3 separate regions of the Mus musculus genome follow, and regions 2 and 3 are each linked to region 1. Evidence: chromatin contacts called from public HiChIP or PLAC-seq data. All regions are on one chromosome and are shown on one strand. The core of a region is the stretch at or near the end of the contact, and the rest is flanking DNA. Distances in the headings are between cores, read along the strand shown.

What was found. HiChIP or PLAC-seq counts read pairs in DNA pulled down with a chosen protein or histone mark.
Region 2: an HNF4G HiChIP or PLAC-seq map of pancreatic cancer cells shows a contact between it and region 1. The contact joins the enhancer-like site here to the promoter of Tmprss2 in region 1. A contact is called at or near these places in 1 of 39 promoter capture datasets (trophoblast stem cells), 16 of 484 Hi-C or Micro-C datasets (the AML12 cell line, colorectal tumor organoids, embryonic stem cells and 7 more), 6 of 115 datasets of contacts at active chromatin or transcription factors (embryonic stem cells, extraembryonic endoderm stem cells, intestinal crypt epithelium and 3 more) and 2 of 9 other capture datasets (adipose tissue and liver).
Region 3: an HNF4G HiChIP or PLAC-seq map of pancreatic cancer cells shows a contact between it and region 1. The contact joins the enhancer-like site here to the promoter of Tmprss2 in region 1. A contact is called at or near these places in 7 of 484 Hi-C or Micro-C datasets (the AML12 cell line, liver, trophectoderm and 1 more), 7 of 115 datasets of contacts at active chromatin or transcription factors (embryonic stem cells, extraembryonic endoderm stem cells, intestinal villus epithelium and 3 more) and 2 of 9 other capture datasets (adipose tissue and liver).

The regions. Positions count from the first base shown.
Region 1 is chr16:97,609,172-97,613,333 of GRCm38.p6, forward strand. Tmprss2 (transmembrane protease, serine 2) reads right to left here and starts at 2,024. Exons shown (of 14, transcript NM_015775.2): 1 at 1,848-2,024.
Region 2 is chr16:97,663,825-97,667,986 of GRCm38.p6, forward strand. It overlaps Gm41512 (a long non-coding RNA gene), which reads right to left. Exons shown (of 3, transcript XR_876311.2): 2 at 3,132-3,392; 3 at 1-2,281. Among named protein-coding and RNA genes, the nearest start is that of Gm41512, 4.8 kb to the right of the region's middle. Within about 2 kb of position 1,922, at least 46 of the 459 cell types and tissues checked have an H3K27ac peak or open chromatin away from gene starts, as enhancers often do. A contact at or near this core is called in colorectal tumor organoids, extraembryonic endoderm stem cells, intestinal crypt epithelium and 4 more, where this site is marked.
Region 3 is chr16:97,642,259-97,646,420 of GRCm38.p6, forward strand. It overlaps a transcript of Tmprss2 not described here. Among named protein-coding and RNA genes, the nearest start is that of Gm41512, 26 kb to the right of the region's middle. Within about 2 kb of position 1,708, at least 18 of the 459 cell types and tissues checked have an H3K27ac peak or open chromatin away from gene starts, as enhancers often do. A contact at or near this core is called in intestinal villus epithelium, pancreatic cancer cells and uterus, where this site is marked.

The sequences.
Region 1 (4,162 bases), core at 774-3,273:
TGCACTGGACTCCAAGAAAACTGACCCTAAAGGTGTGCATGTACGTGTGCACATGTGCACGTGTGCGTGTGCGTGTGTGTGTGTGCACATGTGCATGTGTGTAAGACCAAACCTGGGTACGAGCTGAAAGCATTGGCCACAGATGCCTAAAAAGATCTGAGATGTGAGTCCAATCCACAAGAACACCTCTCAATTCTTTCAATTAGTCTCATGCTGTGATGACACTCTTCAGTTTCATTCCTCTTTCTTCCTTCTCTCTTTATACAGGGTCTCACTGGGTAGCCTGGACGGCCTTGAACTCACAGAGTGCCAGATGTGTCTGCCTCTGCCTCCCAAGTTCTGGAATTAAAGATAAATCTCACCACACCTGTGGCTTTTGAGTTTTCATTCTAACATCATATGACTAGTCAGGTCACTTGAGAAAGATCCTAAGCACCTCTTCAGTAGAGGCAGGTAAAGGTGGGGAGTGGGCCACCTTGCCTGCCTGGAGGTCCTTCACCACCTACCGCTGCAGTAGCTTAGTAGCCTGGGATCTTTCGGTCCCTGTGTCCTCATGAAACTGCCCAGCCCCTACCCCTAGCCTTCCTACCAGGAAGGAAGCTGTCCTTACCCTCACCAGCAGGAGAATCTCTCCCCTCCTCCCAAACCAGGTAAACAACCCCCACCTCACTTTGGATTTTACACCTTGCAAGTGGCCTGCCCTTTGGAACTTTCCACAATGCCTGGCTCTTGCCCACTGAGTGTTGAAGGAGCCAATTCTAGATGGCTTATCTTAGCCCCAGGACTAAGGTAAGCATTTGCATAAAAGGTCTGCAAGCCCAACCTTGTGGGGATCCCTGCTTTCTTAGTACATTTAAGGTGTTCTTCTCCCTTAAATAAGCTACTAGAGTCCTTTGCATGCTCTGAACTGAATTAGGGGCCATTGTGAAGGTACCTGGGCTCCTAGCAACCAAAAGCCCAGCCACAAGCCACCCACATCCTCTGGGGCATGGACACACAAAACTTTCAGACCATGGGACAGTTAATCTCTTCAACTGGACTCGCACACCGCGTCCTCTGCCAGCCTAGTACGTTGGGTCACCCTGCCACTGCCCCAAGTCCCAATTAAATGCCCAGGTGGTCACCCTTTTTCCCAGTAGACAGCTCGCCCTTGGCAGCCCGGCCTGCTGCCCCAGGACCAGCTCCTCCAAGGCCCATTCCAGTGAATTCTCAAAGCCAAGGCGGGCCCGCACCGTCGCCTCGGGTCACCGCACGCGATGGCTGAGCACTCCCTTCCCACAGGTGACGGACAATTCCCGTCTTGCCAAGGTCCCCAGGGCCCAGCAGCGCCGCCTGTATCGGCCCTTGGCATCTTAGCCAGTTTTCAGTTTCTCTCCACCTCTGTAGAGACCAAGGAGCGGAAGGAGTTCAGGTAACCAGCCCGACTGCCGAGATTTTCCCGAAACAAAGAGAACTGCGGACAAACCTCTAGCTCTGCGCTCTAGGAAAGGATATCAGCACGTGACGCGAGCCAAGGGCTTGCTCCACTGAAGGACCCCGGCCCCCAGGAACTCTCTTCTCCAAGCTATTAGTCAGGGATCCGCAAGACCACAAGCCAAGCCGCTCGAATCTATAGAGTTGATCTGGGATCTCTGCCGCGCGTCACGGAATCGGGGTCGTCGGGACCCCTTCCCAGTCCCCAGGACGTACACTCGGGCGAATCAGTCAGACGGTCGCACCTGTAGTGCCTTGGCCTCTCCTAACTCACTTGTACCCTAGACGCCCAGGCCCGGCACCGCCGGACGGACCCAGGTCACCCCATTTCCTTTTCTGTGCCGGGACCGGAGCTTGTCAGGCGCGCTACTCACCTGTTGCGCTTCCCGCCCCTCTCCGCCTCTGTCCGAGCTCTTGGCTTCCTCGTCCGCTCCAAGTACACGACCTACTCCAGTTCTCGCTTAAATCTCCGGAGGCGGCGTCCCGGGAGCCAGGGTGACACCCCTAAACGCAGGCACCTCGGCCAGAAGGAGGGAACGGCCAGGAAAGGCTGTCCAGGAGGGAGGAGGAGGAGGAGGAGTTTCCCCGAGGGAAGCCCAGGGAGCGCTCCTCCCCTAGCACCGAGAGATCAAACTGGACTCTAGGCATTCCCCTAGCAGCGACCCGCCTCCGGACCAGCGGACCCTTGAGGCCCAGACCCATGGGAACTCCAGGGTCCTGCTGCGACGGGTCTTTGGACTGCACTATTAAAGAAGTAGGAAGCCCCAAGGGAGCGCTAACCTGGTCCCTTGAAAGTCTGGGAGTGGCTACATTCCCAACTCCGACAGGCTCTGTCTGAGCTGTGGACACCAACAGGGCACATCTTTTAAGCGTAGGTGTTTCAGCTCCTGGGCCCTCCCCTGTGAGCACAGGCTTTCCTATTGAAGAAAATCCCTTGGGTCAGAAGTCCCCATTCCCAGCCTCCAGCTCCCAAAGACTGAGGTGTTACTTGTACAGAGGATCGGGCAGAAGTCAGAGGACAAAGAAACTGCAGTCTACAGCAGACCTGGTCTTCTGCTACTTGACAGACTCCGGAGACATCCGGCCTAAATAAGGCTCTAAGAGACCAGAGTAGTCGTCCCAAGCAGCGCTCTCTCTGCCAGCGAGCACCGAGCTGATGATTTTTCTATTAAAGCTGCGCCTGTTGTCTGGGGCAGCTGCAACTACAAAAACAGAATAACAAAACTAGAAGAAAAAAAGAAAAAGTAAAAAAAGTCCTCTTTGTAAAGGTGTCTGCACCGGGAATATGCTGCTTGATAGGAACTTTTATTTATCTCCCCAGGTTTTCCCCTCTAGCCCCTCCCCGTTTGCTCCCATGGACCCCCATAGTTTACCTTCACAATCTACCGAAGAAGTAAATCACTTTTTCTCTTTATCATCTGGTGGAGTGATAAGCCTAGGTCCTTGGACAATTTCACAGTCTCGGATCAGTTTTTCTATTTTGAGACAAGGTTTTACTGTGTAGCCCTGGCTGTCCTGGAATCTACTCTGTAGACCAGACTGGCCTACCTCTGCCTCCCACGTGCTGGGGTCAAAGGTGTTCAGAGCAAGAAGGGCATTCGAAGTGGAGAATTTTATGGAGTTTTGCAGGGCCTCTCTCCATGCCCACATGAATTAAAATGATCTTTCTTCTGGAGAGCTGTTGTGTCATTTTAAAAGAATAGATTACCCATGATTCAAGAGCATTTTCCCACTTTAGTAACAGGCACTTATGAAGTATTGTTGCCCTAAAACTCTCGTTGCATCCACACGACACACAAGTCAACACAAGTTGTTTTAACTCAAAATAGAGGCAGAAGAAGAACATTAGGAATGTGCTAGCGCACCATGGCTGCTCACCCTGCGAGCCTTTCCTGTCTTCCCCGAGACTCTTTTCCCCTCCCACTCTTCATCGGTCCTGTCTGGAAAGGTGCTTAACATGCATGTTTGTAAAGTTATATCTGGAAGAGATCAGCCCTAGACCTGGTGAACTTGAGGCAGGATAAAGAGACAATAGAAGGCAAAGAAGCCCCTTCCTTTGGGGTACAGTGGATTGAAATCTCTCTCCAGCCAGTCAAGAATGCCACACACTTGACAGTCATCTGTGGATATGCCTGTGTAGCTGATGGTTTTTTGATAGGAAGGTGTTTCAAATAAGAATGTGAAAATAGCAACGGATCATGATTAGGGTCTGAACTTGTGAGGTTGCCTTATTTCTTTCCCAGATGTAAACCTGATCTTTTTTTCACCCCCTTTTCTGGTAACCTCACAAACAAGACTATAAACTTTAGTTTTCTTGTTAAAATATCTTGACTTCTGTGCAACCTGTGACCAAGAGTTTTACCATATGAGCTGCAATCCATAGGCACCTCAGAAGCCAACTAATGTCACTGAACTTCCTTAACAGCCCTTTGAGGTGTAACTCCAGAAGTCACTAATATTGTCTATTATGACTGTTGTAAAAGCTCTTAAGCTTGACTCTCTCCAAGAAGCCACACCCATTCTTGAGTGTTTTATTGTCCTTTTCCCTAAGTGTGCTCCCTTCCGTCATCCTTAACCCCTGTGCCTCAGTTAGGGTCTCACACAACCAAAGCTGATGAACTCACTCTGTAGGCCAGGCTGGCCTCAAACTCAGAGGTCTACCTGTTTCTGCCTCTCTAGTGCTGGGATT
Region 2 (4,162 bases), core at 672-3,171, 55 kb after region 1:
CCACTGGGTCACAGTGCCAGGGGTACAGGGCACTGAGGGGCTGGTACCTACTCTGTGACCTGGCAGCCACACAAAGCTGGATATGAAGGTGATCTGGACACATGAGCAGAGCTGGTGTTTGTCCCTGAAACATCAAATTGGCCAAGTCTTCAAAGAGCTACATCTCAGAGATCTATTCCCCCAAGGAGCTCTCCACAGGACCATCCCAACCTCCCTTGAAGAGCTTGATCTCATGGGACCTCCCCACACTAAGCACTTAGAGAGCTAGGTTCTATGAGACTTCCCCACACTCAATGCCCGAATACCTGTGTCCCATGGACCTTCCCCACACTCAGCACCTAAAGAGCTAGATCCAGGCACAGCGTCTCAAGAGTTCATCAATGTATGGACCAGGTCCCTCTGGATGGCTAGTGCCTGGAGCCTACAATGGTCAGTTTCTATGAATCTCTCACTCCAGTTAATTGAGCCAGGCTGCACTGCTTCTGTATGGCTTGTCTCCTTGCTCCATCCATAAAAAGACAGCTACGTAGGGTATGTTCCATCTGACATAATAGACAGGATCTTGGGCAAGAAGAGGAGCTGAGCAAAGATGGAGCTATAGTCTCCCTGTATGGGTGAGCCAGCATATGAGGGCTTGGTGCTGGCAGCTAGGTTGTAGGTTTGGCATTTCATCTTATCCAGCTGGTATGAGACCAGGCAAGCCTTTAGGGCATGGGTTATGGTAGCTATCTGAACATCTGACAAATAAACAGAGAAAACAAGCATAAGGAGTGTTTCCGGGTTTATACCTCAGCTCTGCCTTAGTCATCCACTGGGTATCTCTGGATCTGAGCAGAGTGCTGGCCACTATACCAAGCAGACTTACCTGCAGCACTCTGCTACTGGAGCAAGCACTACCTGAAGCCGGTCACACACTCAGCATCTGTGTTCCTGAGCTGCCTCCTCAAGGTTTAAAATGTCTTCAAAGACTTCTATCTCATCCTTGAAGACCATGGAGTATGGAGATGTGTTACACATTTGCTTTAAAATAGAAAGAACCCTGTGGTCCATGAAATAATCCATGTAAGAAGACTTTTCTTAGGATTACTATTGTGATGAAACACGATGACCGACAGCCCCCAAGCCAGTAAGTTCTGGCGCTGATAGTGGTTTGGAGATGGGAACATCTGCCCTTTCCTAAAGCAGCTCACTGGGGTGCCAGCCCCTGGCATGGGGCTTTCAGACCTTACCTGGGGACTGAAGTGGCAGAGGAAGTGAATACCTGGTCCAGTATTCACAATCTTCCCTAAGCTCCCTAACCAGGTAGCTTAAGCCATCTTTCTCCTTCCTCTCTTCCTACCATGGTCCTGATACCTGAAAGGAAAAGTCTAGACTCTTTTGGTAGTGATGCAATGACATGCTAATTTCATACTCAGAAGTATTGACAGCAAAGCTCATCCATTGAACCCAGAAGGGGACATCATGACATTGTCCAGGCACCCCTGTCTACCCTGTGCATTGGGGACTGGGGTGCTCCCTGGGGAACTCCCTGGGAATTCAAGGCAAACTGTGTGTTTTGGTTCAGAGAGGCTGAATAACTGCTTAGGCAGGTGACAAGTAGCTGCAAAAACCTGGAAAGAATCCCAAAGGTGATGCTACTAAAGTTGCAAATGAGGACCAAAGCCAAGCCAAGAATAACATAAAGTTGTGTGTTTCTTCTTGAGTACCAGACCAGTGTCACTTAACCCTCTATGGCCCTGGAGAAGAGTGTCAAATGGCCCCTTCTTACAGTTGAGGCTGCAGGGTTATTAAAAGGTTCACAGCTAAAAGGTTGAGTTGGGTTCATGACCTCTGCGGAGACATACCACACCACACCACACCCTACCCCACCCTACTCCTGTGCACCCAGCTCAGTCCCTCCCCAGTGTGGAATGGTGGCCCCAGGCCAGACAGCAGCAGACTCCTTGGTGAACTAGCAGTGCTGAGCCAAAGCAAGCAGCCTAGGTCCCACAGTGTATGTGTAGAGAGACCTGGGGTTTTTTGCTATCTCTGGTAAAGGAAGACAGCTATCCCCCTGAGCAGTCCAAGGCTGGGTTCTCAGGAATGACTTACCTTTCCCTGCAGAAACATTCTTGATCCAGTAAATGTCTACACAGAGGCAGAGGGGTAGTTACTGCTCTTGTCCTACAGTTCAGGCTTACAGTTGAAGTCCTAAATCCCTGTGCCTGTGGAGGTGACCTCGTTTGGAAATAGGAAGGAGTCAGTTGATATTAGATGAGGTCAGGCAGAAGTGAGGCAGGTCCTACGAGACAGAAATCATGGAGGAGGCTATGTGCAGATATAAGCGGAGACTAGGATGATATTACTCCAAGCCAAGGACACCACAAGCAATACAGAGGTGAGAAAGGGACAGGAGGCAAAGCCACCTTTGGTCTCAGGCTTCCCACCTCCACCACTGTAAGAAAACACAGCTGTGTAGTGGAAGGTGGATGCCTACAGCTTTTATTGAGCTAGCACCAGCATTGCAGGCCCCTGCAGGAGCAGAGAAAGGAAGAGAAGGGAACTTAAAGTGAACTTGATGGTGTGACCAGCCACGACTGACATCAAGGAGGTGGAGGCTGGAAGCAGAGGCCATATTTAGTCACCTAGAAGAAGCGAACTTGCAGCTTCTGTCCTACCCAGACCTCACTCCTGAACTCTGTGTCTACTGAACATTTCCTGTAAGGATCCAGACAGCACCTCACATTGCATCGCAGGAACTGAGCCCTGCCCCCCCCCCACACACACACACACACTCCCGTGGTTGTTCCTTGCCCTCTTCTTGCTGCAGGTGACCATCAGGCTCTTGGAACAGATTTGGCACCTGCCCAGCTAAGGTTTCATTCCCGGGTCCCATTCATGGCCATATAGAGGGGAGCATTGCCGGTTCTCAAATGCTGCCTCCTTCATCTCCAGACTCCAACAAAGCAGGCCTTCCTTGTCATCACTTGAGACTGCTACCCAGCTGCCCACATGCCCTGTCAATGACTGAGAAAATTCACATTTATCTAGTAGCTCAACCCACTTTGGTTCCCCCGTTCTTCAGACAAATCCACAGTGAATGTCCATTCTGGCCACACTCAATCCCTCCTTATGCTCTCTGAGGTGCCTACCTGTCCATACAGGATGTATTTAGTCAGCAAACCTTATGTATTCTCTCCCTCTGGCCTACATTCTATCCTCTGTCACTGTGACCTGCTTCAAGAAGCATCCTGAAGCCTATGGAGAATGGGAGGTACCCTTCTGCAGGCATTTCCACAAAGTGCTCACGGGTTGTCCTTGTATGTATTATTGCCTGTCATTGAACTTCTGATCCCTGCAGGCATGAACAGCAGCTGTGCTTATCCAAGCTTGTGGATGGTCCTGGGGTGGCCCTGAAATGGGAACCAAGAAAGCCAGTAAACAAAGAGACCAGGAAAGGCAGGACTTGGCAGGGTGAGGACTTCTTCTTGTATTCAGTCACTAATTTCTTCCCCTGATGGTACTCAGTTCTTTGTGTATTGTAATGACACAAGGTGACATAAGCATGTGTTCAACACTGAAGCAGACTGAATAGGTCAGGCCCTCCCCTGCACACTGAAGATGTCTCCATCTGCAGAAGGAAATCTTTGAAGGCAGGGTCTTGAGGGAATCTTGACTTTCCACGGCAGAGTGCAGCTGAGCAGCATCTTGCTGTGCTGGCCTGTCATCTCAGCTATTCAAGAGCCTGAGGCAGGAGTGCTGGTTCAGGTTCTGGAAACTACAGGGCCAATTCAAGGATGGACCTTGCAATTTGGTGAGATGCTATCTCACAAATAAAAAGTAAAGGGAGGGCTAGGGGTGTGGATCAGTGGTAGAGCAATTGTCCCTCGTGCCAACTGCAGAGCAGAAATGAGAAGCTGACACCTTCTGGCCAGCAGGGAGCATGCACATGTCTCCTTTCCTGGGGTTATGGCTTGAGTAAGGACAAAATGACAGCTTCCATTAGTCATAGGGCAGGACCAAATGATTCCCAGAGCATTGAGTAACTTCTGGTAGTGCTTTAGGGAGAAGGGTTTGTGGCTTTTTGTTTGTTTGTTTGTTTGTTTGTTTGTTTCCTGACAGGGTTTCTCTGTGTAGCCCGGGCTGTCCTGGAACTCACTCTGTAGACCAGGCTGGCCTCGAA
Region 3 (4,162 bases), core at 458-2,957, 33 kb after region 1:
TGTCCCATAAACCTCTGTTCATCAAGATATTGTTTCAGAACCCTCTGTCTCTCTAGGTCACCAGCAGGTAGGTGAGTGACAACCTAGCCTATTGTTTCAGCAATAGCCCTTGTGAAGGAGCCCACCCTGCTCTGCACAAGTGGCCCAGTGTTCTCTAGCATGGCCATCACCTAGGCTGATCCTGGCAGAAGTAAAGACATTTCACACAAAGACCCTAGTTCCCCTCATTTCTATTCTAAGAATGTTGTGATGGGACCCTAAGGAATTGAGATTTCCCCAGTGTAGTACTGGGAGAAGAAAAAGAGAAGAACTTGTCTGCCAGGAAGAATTCTCTTCTAGTGCTGACAATGGGCACAATGACTGCAGGGGAGAAGAGACTGGAGACGGATTTGTGACCTAGATGGGTCAGGGAAGGGCAGGACTACACCTTGACCAGACCTGCTTAAATTTGCCTTCTATTTAAACCTAGACCTCATGTCAGGGCCCTGAAGGTGAACTTGGGAAGTGGTCACTGGCCCTTTATTTTTGCCTATTTCTAAAGCAAGAAGGTTGGGAAATCTTCAAGGTTTCAAAGCCCCTGATGGGTAGCAGGGACAACAGTTGGTGGAAGAGGGTGGGGTTCTAGAGGAAGGTAAACTTCCTGACTTTTTTACAGTCTAGAAATCTCCATGATCCCAAGTGGGTCCTAGAGGACAAGACCCAAAGGTGAGGAAGAAAAGAAAAAAAAGGAAAGGATGGGGGAGGAGGGGAAGGAAGAAGAAGATACGCATGGGGAGAGAAAGAACAAGAGGATGGTTATAGAGGAGTTGCAGATACCATATGCTATCAAGAAATATTTGGCAGGAAATGTAGGAAAGACCTTTGGGAATTGGAGAGAGGGACACACTTGTGAAGGGGTTAGGGGAAACAGAGGGGCCACAGCAAAGAAGGATCTGGGGTGGCAGGTCTGACAGGTAACTGGCATATTTCACTGAGGTAGGGAAATGAAAGATATGGGCCCAAGATTCTCCAGGGATGCCCCAGGCAGCCCAAGAGCTGGGTGGAGTCTGGAGAGGATTCTACACAGACTGACTGAAGGTATATCTACCTCATCTACCTCCATACTCAAAGACATGAGGTCAGGAAATGGTGGGAGGGTGGGGATAGTGCCAAGTCTTGTCCCTCCACTTTGAATATCCTTCTGGCCTCATGTTTCCAGGGACAGGAAAAGCAAAAGCAAAAATTAAAAAAAAAAATTAAAACCAACTAAACAAACAAAAAATAACCACAACAAAGAAAGCGACTTCAGTCTTTTTTCTTCCTATCTGATGTGGACTTTGAGCTTAGGAATTATATCCTTTGGGAAGACCTGAAACATTTGCATCTTAGTAGCCTGGATATGACAGTTTTAAGCATACCAGGTAGGGAGAAGCTATGAGGTTGGCCCTGCAATAAAGTGTGGCCCTGTCACTTGACTTCCTCAGTGACAGATTTCCCTTAGGACCAGTTTCCAGATGGAAGGGAAAGACTGCCCTGTCTGAGACGCCTGTATTCTACCTTCTGTGCTCCACCATGTTTAATGAAACTTCTTGTTTCTTGTGGTGTCTGGCAAGCAGTGAGGCACTTGTTCCGGGAACATAGAACAAAGGGACCCTCCCAAAGGCCTGGCTGTTTCCTTGTTTCTAAGTCTTTATTGATTTTTTTTTAATTACAGCTTTCTTTTCAAACAACTGGAGGCTCTTTAGTGCAGGGCATACTTCCTGGCTTGTCCCTTGGCTGTTACCCCACCTTCTCTCATGTGTCCCCATCTCCAACAGCTGGAAAATAAGCCACCTGGATTTCCCGACATCCCCAAATTTCTGAGTCAGTACAGAACCCTCTTCTAGTGTTCATTTTTTCCATACGGGGCACTTCAGCCTACCTATCCACTTATCTGTTCAACCTCTGTCGTCTTCTCCCTCTCTCCACCTCCTCCACTCCCCATTTCCTTTCTTTCCTACATTTTAAAAAATATTTTAATGACTTATTTTATGTATATGTGGTCTATCTGCATGTACACCTACATGCCAGAAGAGGGCATCAGATCTTACTACAGGTGGTTGTGAACCACCATGCGGTTGCTGGGAATTGAACTCTGGACCTCTGGAAGAGCAACCAATAATGCTCTTAACTGCTGAGCCAACTCTCCAGCCCTGCTTCCATACTTTTGTCTAAAAGTGCTGGGGATGCGGGCTAGATCATGCTGGGCAAGTGCTAATGCTGGGCAAGTGCTCTCTGTTTGGGCTGCACATAGCTCTCTTGCCTTCTTCTCCCAGAGTGTTGTTCTGGATCTCTGACAATATTTTTCAAATGTCAGTATTAAGACAAGACTTTTCCTGTCCTTAAACTGAAAAGAAAGGTGGCCTTTCATTGCATCTCTGTTGCCCTCCAGCTTGTCACCTTAGCTGTTCCCACCTGAGGCTGTGTTTAGAATCAGCACAAGGTCCCTGCTTGCTACCTGGTCCTCTTTAAACCATATGGAAAACAGTATTGCTTCTGGAAGGGAGCCATTTACTGTACCTGGACCTTAGAGATGTCATCAGCATAACAGCACAATGAACTGGCCCATCCCATGAAGGACTGTGTATGTTCTGGCAGGAAGCCATTTACTGTTTCTGAACCTTAGAGACTATTAGATAGTGTCATAAGTCACTCACACAGCTGCCACAATGTGGTTACTGTCTGAGAACCAGGATGTAACTGGGAGTTAGCAGGAGGTTTGATCTGTCCTCCAGTGTCCTATTCCCTGGATGCTTGATGGCTCTAGTAAGGTTTCCTCATAAGAACAGTCTTTTCAGGCCACTGCCATCCCAAGTCCCCTTGATTCAGGAAACTTCCTGGAACAGAGGAGCAGATACTCTTTCAGGCCAGTGACCTGACCTTTGTCCCACTGTCTTACAGTGTATTTGGAATATAAACATTTGGTTCCAAGCAGTCTGAGACTGTAAGCCAGCTGTAAGCCCATGACAGCTAAAAATCCCAGCATTCGAGAAAAAGCTCAGAGCCAGAGTGGGACATCAACACTTATACAGCTCTTCTACAAAATGCACATCACCTGGAAACAGCAGGTGACTCAAATCCAAGGTCCTCTTACCACTCACAACCCAGTTTTCCCCCAAAGAGGCTCAATCAGATATTGTTCCATCTTCAAGGGGATGGAACAGCATTGCAACCAAGCACAGCTTACAAGCTGGACCAAACAGAGCATGCTAAGGAATGGATGAACCTTGGACACAGTCTGCAGGTGACATGGTATCACCTACTATTCTCATTTTTAGTTTTTGATAGTGCCCAGGGGCCATGGAAATGCTACCTTGAGGGAATCAGAGCTAAGAATGCTACCACAACCCTTAGTCAGGCTGCATTTAAAAATTCAAAGGTAAGACATTAAGGGGCCTGGAGAGGTTACTCAGAGGTTAAGAGAACATGCTGGTGCTGCTCTTGCAAAGGATGTGGGTTCAGTTCTCTGCATACACACTGCCGGCAACTCACAACCACTTTAACTGCAGATCCTGAACCCTCTTTTGTCCTTCATGGACACTGCATACACATGGTGAACCCAAACACGCATGTACATAAAATAAAAACACATCTTTCTTTTAAAAGATAAAAACAGTGAAGTAAACTTGGAATTAAGGATGAGTCTTGTCTAGAATGCAGCCAAATGAGACAACAGGAAGAAAACACACAACTGAGTGGTATGGAGGGAGGACATCTGACATCCACCATGAGGACAGAATCCCAGAGGCTGTGGGGAAATTTGATGACTGGGAACTTTCTAGAATATTAAGAAACCTCAAATCCTGGACTCAGGAGATGGATTGGGAGCTGAGGGTGGTATGGTGTAGATAAAAGAAAGCATCACATCTAAAGGCAGCAGAAGACATTTCAGAGCATCAGAGGAGAAAGAAAAATCAAAGGACAACCTGATAACCAGACGGGAGCTGTGGGACTGTGATAGGCAGCCTATTTTGGTTGAATGGGGCTTGCTCTGGTGACCCAATACAGAAATCTACAAGCGATGGAAAGGCAAGCCACCTTCCCAGAATCAGATGCATGTCCATAATTCTGTAACTATCAGTCACACAGACAATGTCCCAAGCTTCTGGCATTCTAGCTAGACTCCACCCCCACAGTTACCTGA